2 separate regions of the Rattus norvegicus genome follow, and region 2 is linked to region 1. The links are chromatin contacts, called in public Hi-C maps. All regions are on one chromosome and are shown on one strand. The core of a region is the stretch at or near the end of the contact, and the rest is flanking DNA. Distances in the headings are between cores, read along the strand shown. Region 1 holds the start of Ift81 (intraflagellar transport 81). Region 2 holds the start of Arpc3 (actin related protein 2/3 complex, subunit 3).

Region 1 (4,090 bases), core at 569-3,068:
GCCATGGCAACAAAACTGAGCTTCTGCTCCTGAGAGCGATGCCACACACCTGTAATCCCAGCACTGGGGAGGCTGAGCCAGAAGGAGCGGAAGTTTGAGGCCAGCCTGGGCTGTCCAGGAAGACGACCCTCTTAAACTAGAAAAGATGAGTTGGACAAGACAGAGTTATCTCAATGCTTTCTCAGTTAAAAACTATGAAAAAAGATACTGTTTCCCTCAAGATGTAGAGTGAGCCATGAGCATCTTACTACACACAGGCACATGCACGCGTGCACACAGACACAGACATAGACACAGACACACACACACACACACACACTCCTTTTAAAACAGGTCTTGCTGTGTAGCCTTTGCAGGCCTGGAACTCACTGTGTAGACCAAGCTTCTGTCTCCTGAATGCTAGGATCAAAAACCAAGGGCCGCCAAGTTTGGCCTGAAATGGGTTCCTTAATTGAGTGGGTGAAGTTTACATTTAGAAGACAATAAAAAGGAAGGAAGGAAGGAACTTAGAAGAAAGGAAGAAAGATCTTACTACCTCATAATAATAAAAAATGAGTAAATGAAGTTGTTTAAAAAGACAAGAAAGAACGGCAAAACCGGTACCGTTGCTAAATTTAAGGTTTCTTTCAAGCTTATGTAAAAGGAATGTTTCAGCCAGAGAGAGTGGTGTGCAACTTTAATCTCAGTGCTGGGAGGCAGAGGCAGGAGGATCTCTGAGTTGGAAGACAGCCTGGTCTACAGAGTGAGTTCCTAGAGAGCCAGAGCTACACAGAGAAGTCTTGTCTCAAACAACAGACCAAAAATAAATAAACAAACAAACAAAGGAAGAAAGAAAGAAAGAATATCTTTACGTTTTAAAACTTGGGAGGTTCAAGTTTTCAACTGTAATAATACATATCCTTATATTCACATGTATTTAAGACAATTTAGAAGTTGTTGGTGCAGTTTTTTCTTCTTTGAAAAACACAAAATCAAACCAAATATCCAGATAAACAAGTAAATGTTGCTAAGAGAAGAAAAGACGGGGTCTGGGGCTCTCGAGTATTTACAGGCAGGTAATGGTTGCTAGGGGAGGGAAACACATTTTCTTCAGTGCTTGGCCACTGGGAAGTAACCCATGCTCCTGAAAGAAACCGTGATTAAATTCACTGGACCGCCAAAAAGGAAAGAGGGCAAAAAAGTGGAAGGGAGCCCAGTTGGGAATCAGTGGTGAAGAGCGAGAAACCGGGATGGGACGGTGGAAATACACCGTATGTATGCATGTGTGAAAATAATGGTACCCATTATGCGTAACTAGCATACGCCAATCTTCAAAACATTGTTTAAAGAAAGAAATGAGTTGGGGCTCCCGCACCCCACGTCCCCCACCAGCTTTCAGAGGACAGAGATGTTTCTTGAACAGGTAGGGTTGTCGGTGCCCTGCGGGCGCTGCGCGCTAAAATTAGCAAAAGCAATTACTCTCCCTCTTCCAGCGCAAGAGGCCGAGCTAATTCACCAGCACTCACCCACAGCAGCACCCAGGGGGCCGGGGCAAGAATTAAAACCAGGACGCGCGTGTTATTCTGGCCTAGCCGGGGCAGCGCGCGCAGGCCCACGGCCTCCTGCGAGGCCCCGGGCGGAGGGGGACCCGCGCGGCCGACCCCCGACAGGCCCTGCTGCCGCCACCGACCGGGAGCGGGCGCAGCTTGAGGGGAATCGGGGTTCGCGGCGTTCCCGACCGCGAGTTGGCGGGGTTACCTCAAATCCTCCTCACGAAACCACCTCCCCACCCCCGGGAGACACCGGGGCGCTAGCGGGTTCCTAGAGACCGCTCCTTGGCAACGGTTGCCATGCAGTGATGTCACTTCCTATGGCTTGGGGGCGGGCACCGGGGGCGGGGCCTCGGGCTGGAAAGCTGGGTTTCTGGTACCTGGGGTTCAGAGCCACCACAGAAAGCCAAGGGTGACCAGAGTTGTCAGCCCCACTTAGACTCCTGCTGATAATAACCGTCTCCAGTTCGCACTTGACAGAGGACTTAACCTGTGCTGTTTGCGTGTACTGTTTCAGCCCTTTATTTATTTACCAAACTTGGGGCGACGACTTGTTTGAATCAGGGCTAGATAGGGTTTGGGGGGTCAGAAGGCAATAGGTGTGGTTTCCGAATTTAGGTTTTCGACAAAAGAATTTCCAGATTAAACTGCGCATGGAGCAATTATAAACTATGGATTAAGAGACCCAGACATGGGGAGGAGAGAGAGACAGACAAACGGAGTCTCACTCTGAAAATTGGGTTAGATGCTCAGACATCCTTGGAGAGTGTAAATTTATCATCAGACTTGCCACAACTTAAAACTAACAAATGATTAATTAGGCGTTTCTTACGTGCCCCATACTGCTGACTACTGGGAATGCAACAGAGACCCAATAGGGTTGGTTCTGCCCTCATAGAGGTAATGAGGTAAGAAAGACAATATAGTTAAACAGCCCAGGACTGAGAGAAATATAACAAGATGTCCCAGTGATGACAGAGCACACTGGATGTTTACTGGGGGGAAAGGGATCGTACTGTCAAGTCTCCATTAGACAGAGTCATGTTTAAAGACCAGCAAAAAGGATCCAAACCGGTGCAGTAGTTCAGCTGGTAAAGGCGCTTGGCACACAAACCTAGGGACAGGTTCCACAGAGACAGATTGTGTCTCTGCCTGCTGACACACCAAAGGAGGAATTGACTTTGCCTGTTGTTCCTTGGTGGGACTCATGAAGGAGTCCAGCACCAGTTTTACCACACAGAGGTGTTGCTTAGTGTGCCTGAAACAAGCCTCTCTGGGTAGCTTTTCTTTTTCCCTAGAGACACCAGGTCAAGCCTTCTGTATAAGCTTGTAAGTACCTTTTAACTGAACTGTGTTTGAGATTTTGAATAGATTATTAACAGGCTCTAACCCTACGCCACAGCGGTTCTCAAAACTTGTCACTTCTACTTCACCCCTCACTTCCTCACCTCCCACCCACTCCACCCCCTCTTCCTCCACCTCCCCTTCCTGTTCTTCTAGTAGCCTGTGCTACCATTGAGTGACATCTCCAACTTTGCTTTTTCTTTCTATTACATCATTTATTTATTGTGTGTAGAAGGACCGGGACCACTGTGAGCAAGGCCATGCCTGGACATGGGGACCTGGCCTATATAAGAAAGGTGGTTGAGCATGCCCGGAGGTGCCAGCCAGTAAGAAGCACACCTTTGTGGTTCCTGCTTCAAGCTCCTGCCTTTTCTTTCTGGATGACAGACTGTGCGATCTGTAAACTAAGACAGAAAGCAGACAGGTGGTTAGAGGCTGTGTACTTGGGAAGGCTATCACTCCTGTCTGACTCAATCTAAGAGCTCACTGTCATCTTGACTTGCTTTCTCTCTCCATCTCTGTCTCCTCCCCACTTTGCTCTGAACCAGCTGCTGCTAGTACTGGTGGGATTACTCCTAGCCTGGCAGCAGCCTAGTGTGTCAGAAAATCTTGGAGCAAATGCTCATTGGCCCAAAGTATGTTAAACTACCCCCCCCAATATCTTCATTTTTATTTTATGCATACAAATGGTTTTCCCTGCATGTGTGTGCACCACTTGCATGCAGAGCCCATGGAGGCCAGAAGGGAGCATCAGACCCTTGGAAATGGAGTTAGAGACTGCTACAAGCCACCTTGTGTGTGTGCAAGGAATCAAGCTTGGATTCTCTGGAAGAGCAGCACATGATTTTAATGCCTGAACCATCTTCCCAGCGCCCAGATGATTCCCTTTTTAAATTAAAAAAAAATTCTTTTGGTCATATTTGATTTTGAAACTGTCTTGCTAAGTCACCCATGCTGGCCTTGGCTCTTTGATCCTCCTGTCTCAGCTGGGATACTCCTCCTGAGTAGCTGGGGTCAATGGTATATATATCACTGTGCTTGGTTTTTTTGAAACAAGGTCTTTAACATATAGCCCAGACATGTTTGGAACTCATTGTGTGGACGAGGCTGGCCTGACTCTGTCCTGCCTCCACCTTACATAGGCATGTACACCACACTCAGTTCCAACCATTTTTTTTTAAATTACTGATTTATATATTATGTATATGAGTACACCA
Region 2 (4,090 bases), core at 1,149-3,648, 230 kb before region 1:
GCCAGTCTGGGCTACAGAGTGAGTCCGTATTTCAAAAATGAGAAAAACAAGCAAAAAAAAAAAAAAAATTGGCTTGTTTGTAGTCTCTGAGAATTTAAAAGCTTAGATTTTCCTGGAATACTGCATACCCTAAAGCAGAAGAAAGGGTTTTCACTTACACTGAATGAGTTCAGCTCTTCTGAGTCCAGTGGCAGCAGGTGTGTGTGTGCAGGTGTTGGGGAGCAAGCAGCCAGCTGAAGGCTCCCGCATCCCTCAAAGGCCAGGCTCTGGCACAGTGAGGCCGGATCTCATCAGTCCAGTTAGACGTGACATTCCCAGAGCTTATCCCATGATTTCTTTCACTGAACCCATGCACTAAGGCCCCTCAAGTTATTTGGTGACCATTCTACCTGGTGACCCTAATTCAGCCCTCATAGAAGTGTAACTCAAGTCAGATGTTGTCCTGTCGGCCTGCAGTACTGCATTTGATCCATTGTCAGTAAAGCCAAGCCAGACTCTGAATCAGTCGCCTGCGCCTGGAGACCAAGGCTTGGGAAGAGGCAAGTGTCTGTATCTTGACTGGTTTGGCTGTGTGCAGGGCCCTGGTATGCGGATGGGCTGAGCTGCCAGTGGCTTTCTTTGGCCTAGGAGTGTGAGAGGATTGAAAACATCCTGGTCTCTAGACTCCCATTGAACAGGTTCTCAGGACCCGTCCATCCCCTGTGGGGGGGAGGGTTGTCAGGGTTTGTAATTCCCATCTCCTTGGTTTCAGTCTCAGAAGTGTGTGTGCTAGGGGCTGGTGTCCTCGTTGGACCTCTGGCCTCTAAAGAACTTGACTTCAGAGATTTGTCCACCTCACTGGAGGTGGACATAACCATACAGATGGCTTCTGTAGAGCAGAGGTCCTCACACACATGCTGGCAAAGGAAATGCAGGAGTGACAAAGTGGGGGCTGCCTTAGTCTCAATCAGAACAAATGTCTGAAAGGTGCTGTGGGTCTAGAAGCAGACATGGGTATTCCAGTCTGAGGGACTGCCGTAAGAAAGGACTAGGAGACAGCAATGCACTGCATTCTGAGGAAGGTGCTTGGTAATAATGAGTTCATTATGTTCCAGGTATATGGTGGGCAAGATGGCTGGTCAGGTCCTGTTGCCACGCCTGATAATCCAAACTCCATCCCTGGGGCCTGTGTGGTGGAAGGAAAGCCCATTCACAAAAGTTGCCTTCTGACCTCAGGACAAGTTTGCACACAACAAGGGATTTAAAATGTAACTGACTACAAAGCAAGTTCTAGACTAGCCAGGGCTACACAGCGAGACTCTCAAAATACTTAGATGATATATGATGGGGTCAGTGGTAGGTCTGTTTCCACCCTTTCAGACATGTGGCATCACCTGGGCCCTTATAATACTTGGTTTTCTTGCCCACCTAGTCCTTACCGTGATCAGGAAAGACCTAACACCATACCGTGTTGAAAGAGTAGGGATGGGGCAGGAGAGATGGCTCAGCGGTTAAGAGCACTGACTGCTCTTCTAGAGGTCTGAGTTCAATTCCCAGCAACCACATGGGGACTCACAACCATCTGTCATGGGATCTGATGCCCTCTTCTGCTGTGTCTGAAGATAGCTACAGTGTATTCATACATGAAATAAATAGATAAATATTTTTTTAAAAAGTAGGGATGATATATGATACACATTTTGTGGATGGCAGGTCAAGGGGTAGGGAGACAGAGATACCACCGTAGGCATTATAAAACAGCAAAATAAAATAACGGAGTAGTGGAGCACACATCTGTAATTCCTGAACACAAGTGGAGACAGATAAGTTCATGTTCATATATATGTATATGCCAGCCTCGACTTCTTGTGACTCTTAACAACATAAACATTGAAAAATAAAAATAATGGCCGCCGGGGCTGGGGATTTAGCTCAGTGGTTAGAGCGCTTACCTAGGAAGCGCAAGGCCCTGGGTTCGGTCCCCAGCTCCGAAAAAAAGAACAAAAAAATAATAATAATAATAATAATGGCCGCCAAGTCTGCTTAGTGTGCAAGAGTTTCTGAAAACAGTTTATCCCGAGTCTCATAATGGGAAGTCAGATCTCACTTCCCCCACTTCCCCCACTTGCACTGTGGTTAAATTAAAAAAAAAAATAGACATGGCAGAAGGGTAAATCGGGGAACTGAGTGTTATTGGCTTTGAAGCTGAAGCCAGGGAATAAGGAAAAAACGGGAGTTGATTATTAACCACTTGAGAGGGATTCTTCAATTCTAAAGCCCATCCATTTTTTCTGAGTGCGTTTTACGCATGCGCCACACTCAGAGCTTACTGCTGGCGCGCCCCCTGGCATTCATTGCGATCAGTGCAGCTGTAGCAAACAGCGGAAGCGGGTCCGGAAGTGCGTTTATTCGCTTCGCCCGCCTCTTCCGGCTTATTTCCGCCCACTCCACCCAGTCTAGTTTGCCGGAAACGCTGCTCCGCTTTACCTGGGTTCAGCATCTCTAGATCGAATCCGGACACCGACAAAATGCCGGTAAGTCTTCGAGCCCCAAGGTCGGGGAGCCGAGCGGGGCGAGGGCCTGAGGGGAGGCGGGAGACCTGCGTCAAAAGGCCTGGGGGAGAGGAAACCGCCCTGCTCTCTAGCCCCGGTCCTTTGCCTCCAGCACCGGCTCTCTCGCCCCGCTGCTTCCACTCCCAAACCCCCAGTCCTGCAGTGTTCCCAGGTCCCACTCTAGAGCCTCAAACCTAAAAATGATGGCTTTTATTTTTAAACCTAGGGTCCAGCTTCTCCCCCCCCCCCCCCCCCGCTCTTGTCATGTCCACTTCCTCCTCCGCCCCAGGGAGTGAGTCGGCCTGCTGCTAATCACCTGTCAGACTTCACTTCCCTGATGGACCCCTTCCATCGTCCTCCCTGCTGTAACTCCCACCCAACTCCCAGACCACCACTGAGTCAGCGCTAGTTTCCAGGAGTTTCCTTTTCCGTGTGCATCCGAGTGGGAGGAAATTGATGCCGATTGCACATTATAAAGGGACGCTTGAATAAGGTCTACCTTCATTGGACAAGTGTTACTACTGAACTCTCACTGGGAAGCCAGCACTGTTAACAGCAGCAGCTAAGGCCCTCTCGGGGAGCTGATACTTTAACGGAGAAACAATAACCGCGTAAATATAAATAGGAAGTAGCTTCAGATCTTAACAAACGCTGTGAAGAAAATAGATCGATGGCAACGATGGTGGCAATTATTTCATCCCAAAACTTGAAGGCAGAGGCAGGAGAATAGCAAATCTCAGATCAGTGTGGACTGTGTGTGTAGTGAGTTCTAGGTCAGCCTGGGTTACATAGCTGTAAGAAATGGAGAGAGGCAAAAAAAAAAAAAAAAAAATACTGGGGAAAGAGCTTGTTGTGCGGGAGTATAGCAGATCATGCTTCTGACCCCAGCTCTGTTGAGGCAAAGGACAGTCAGATCCTCCGAGTTCATTGGCCAGCCAGCCTAGCCAAAAATCAGCAAGTTCTGGGTTCAGTAAGAGACACTGTCACACACACAAATACATAGTAGGACTGAGGAGGTGTCTCAGTGGCACAAGTGTGAAGACCTGAGTTTGGATGCCTAGCACCCAAGTAAAACAGCCAGGGGAGGCAGCTCCTGTGGGCAATTCCAGAGCTGGGGATGTATAGAGATCCCTGAGGCTCCCAGTCTGAAAAATAAAGTGAAAAGCAGTGAAGAAAGAGACCTGTGGCCTCCAGCTGGGGACATACACATACGTACCAGTATGCGCGCGCGCGCGCGTGCACACACACACACACACACACACACACACACACACACACACACACACGGGCATGCATGATCATGTGCAAAAAGTAAAACCAAACCAGTGCCTGATGACGGGTTGGGGGAACAAGGGACCTGGGGATGTGGGCAAGAGGTTGGCATAGGTAAGGCTTCTTAGGGCAAGCATAACCTTGAGCTGTGTGTGTGTTTGGGCAGCAGTGGGGAACTGAACCCAGGGCCCCATGGCATGCTACATACACAGATGCTCTACCACCGAGCTAGATTCCCGTGTCTTTCTTATTTTTGTAAAGGGGTCTCATAAAGTTGCCCAGGCTGG

Evidence for each region. Hi-C and Micro-C count contacts between places; a contact is called where the count stands out from the background.
Region 2: a contact with region 1 is called in a Hi-C map of hepatocytes, with 3 times the contacts expected there. The contact joins the promoter of Arpc3 here to the promoter of Ift81 in region 1. A contact is called at or near these places in 6 of 12 Hi-C or Micro-C datasets (the A7r5 cell line, the Rat2 cell line, Schwann cells and 3 more).

The regions. Positions count from the first base shown.
Region 1 is chr12:39,616,350-39,620,439 of GRCr8, reverse strand. Ift81 (intraflagellar transport 81) reads right to left here and starts at 1,818. Exons shown (of 19, transcript NM_199120.2): 1 at 1,738-1,818.
Region 2 is chr12:39,845,744-39,849,833 of GRCr8, reverse strand. Arpc3 (actin related protein 2/3 complex, subunit 3) reads left to right here and starts at 2,398. Exons shown (of 7, transcript NM_001105933.1): 1 at 2,398-2,513. The coding sequence starts at 2,508.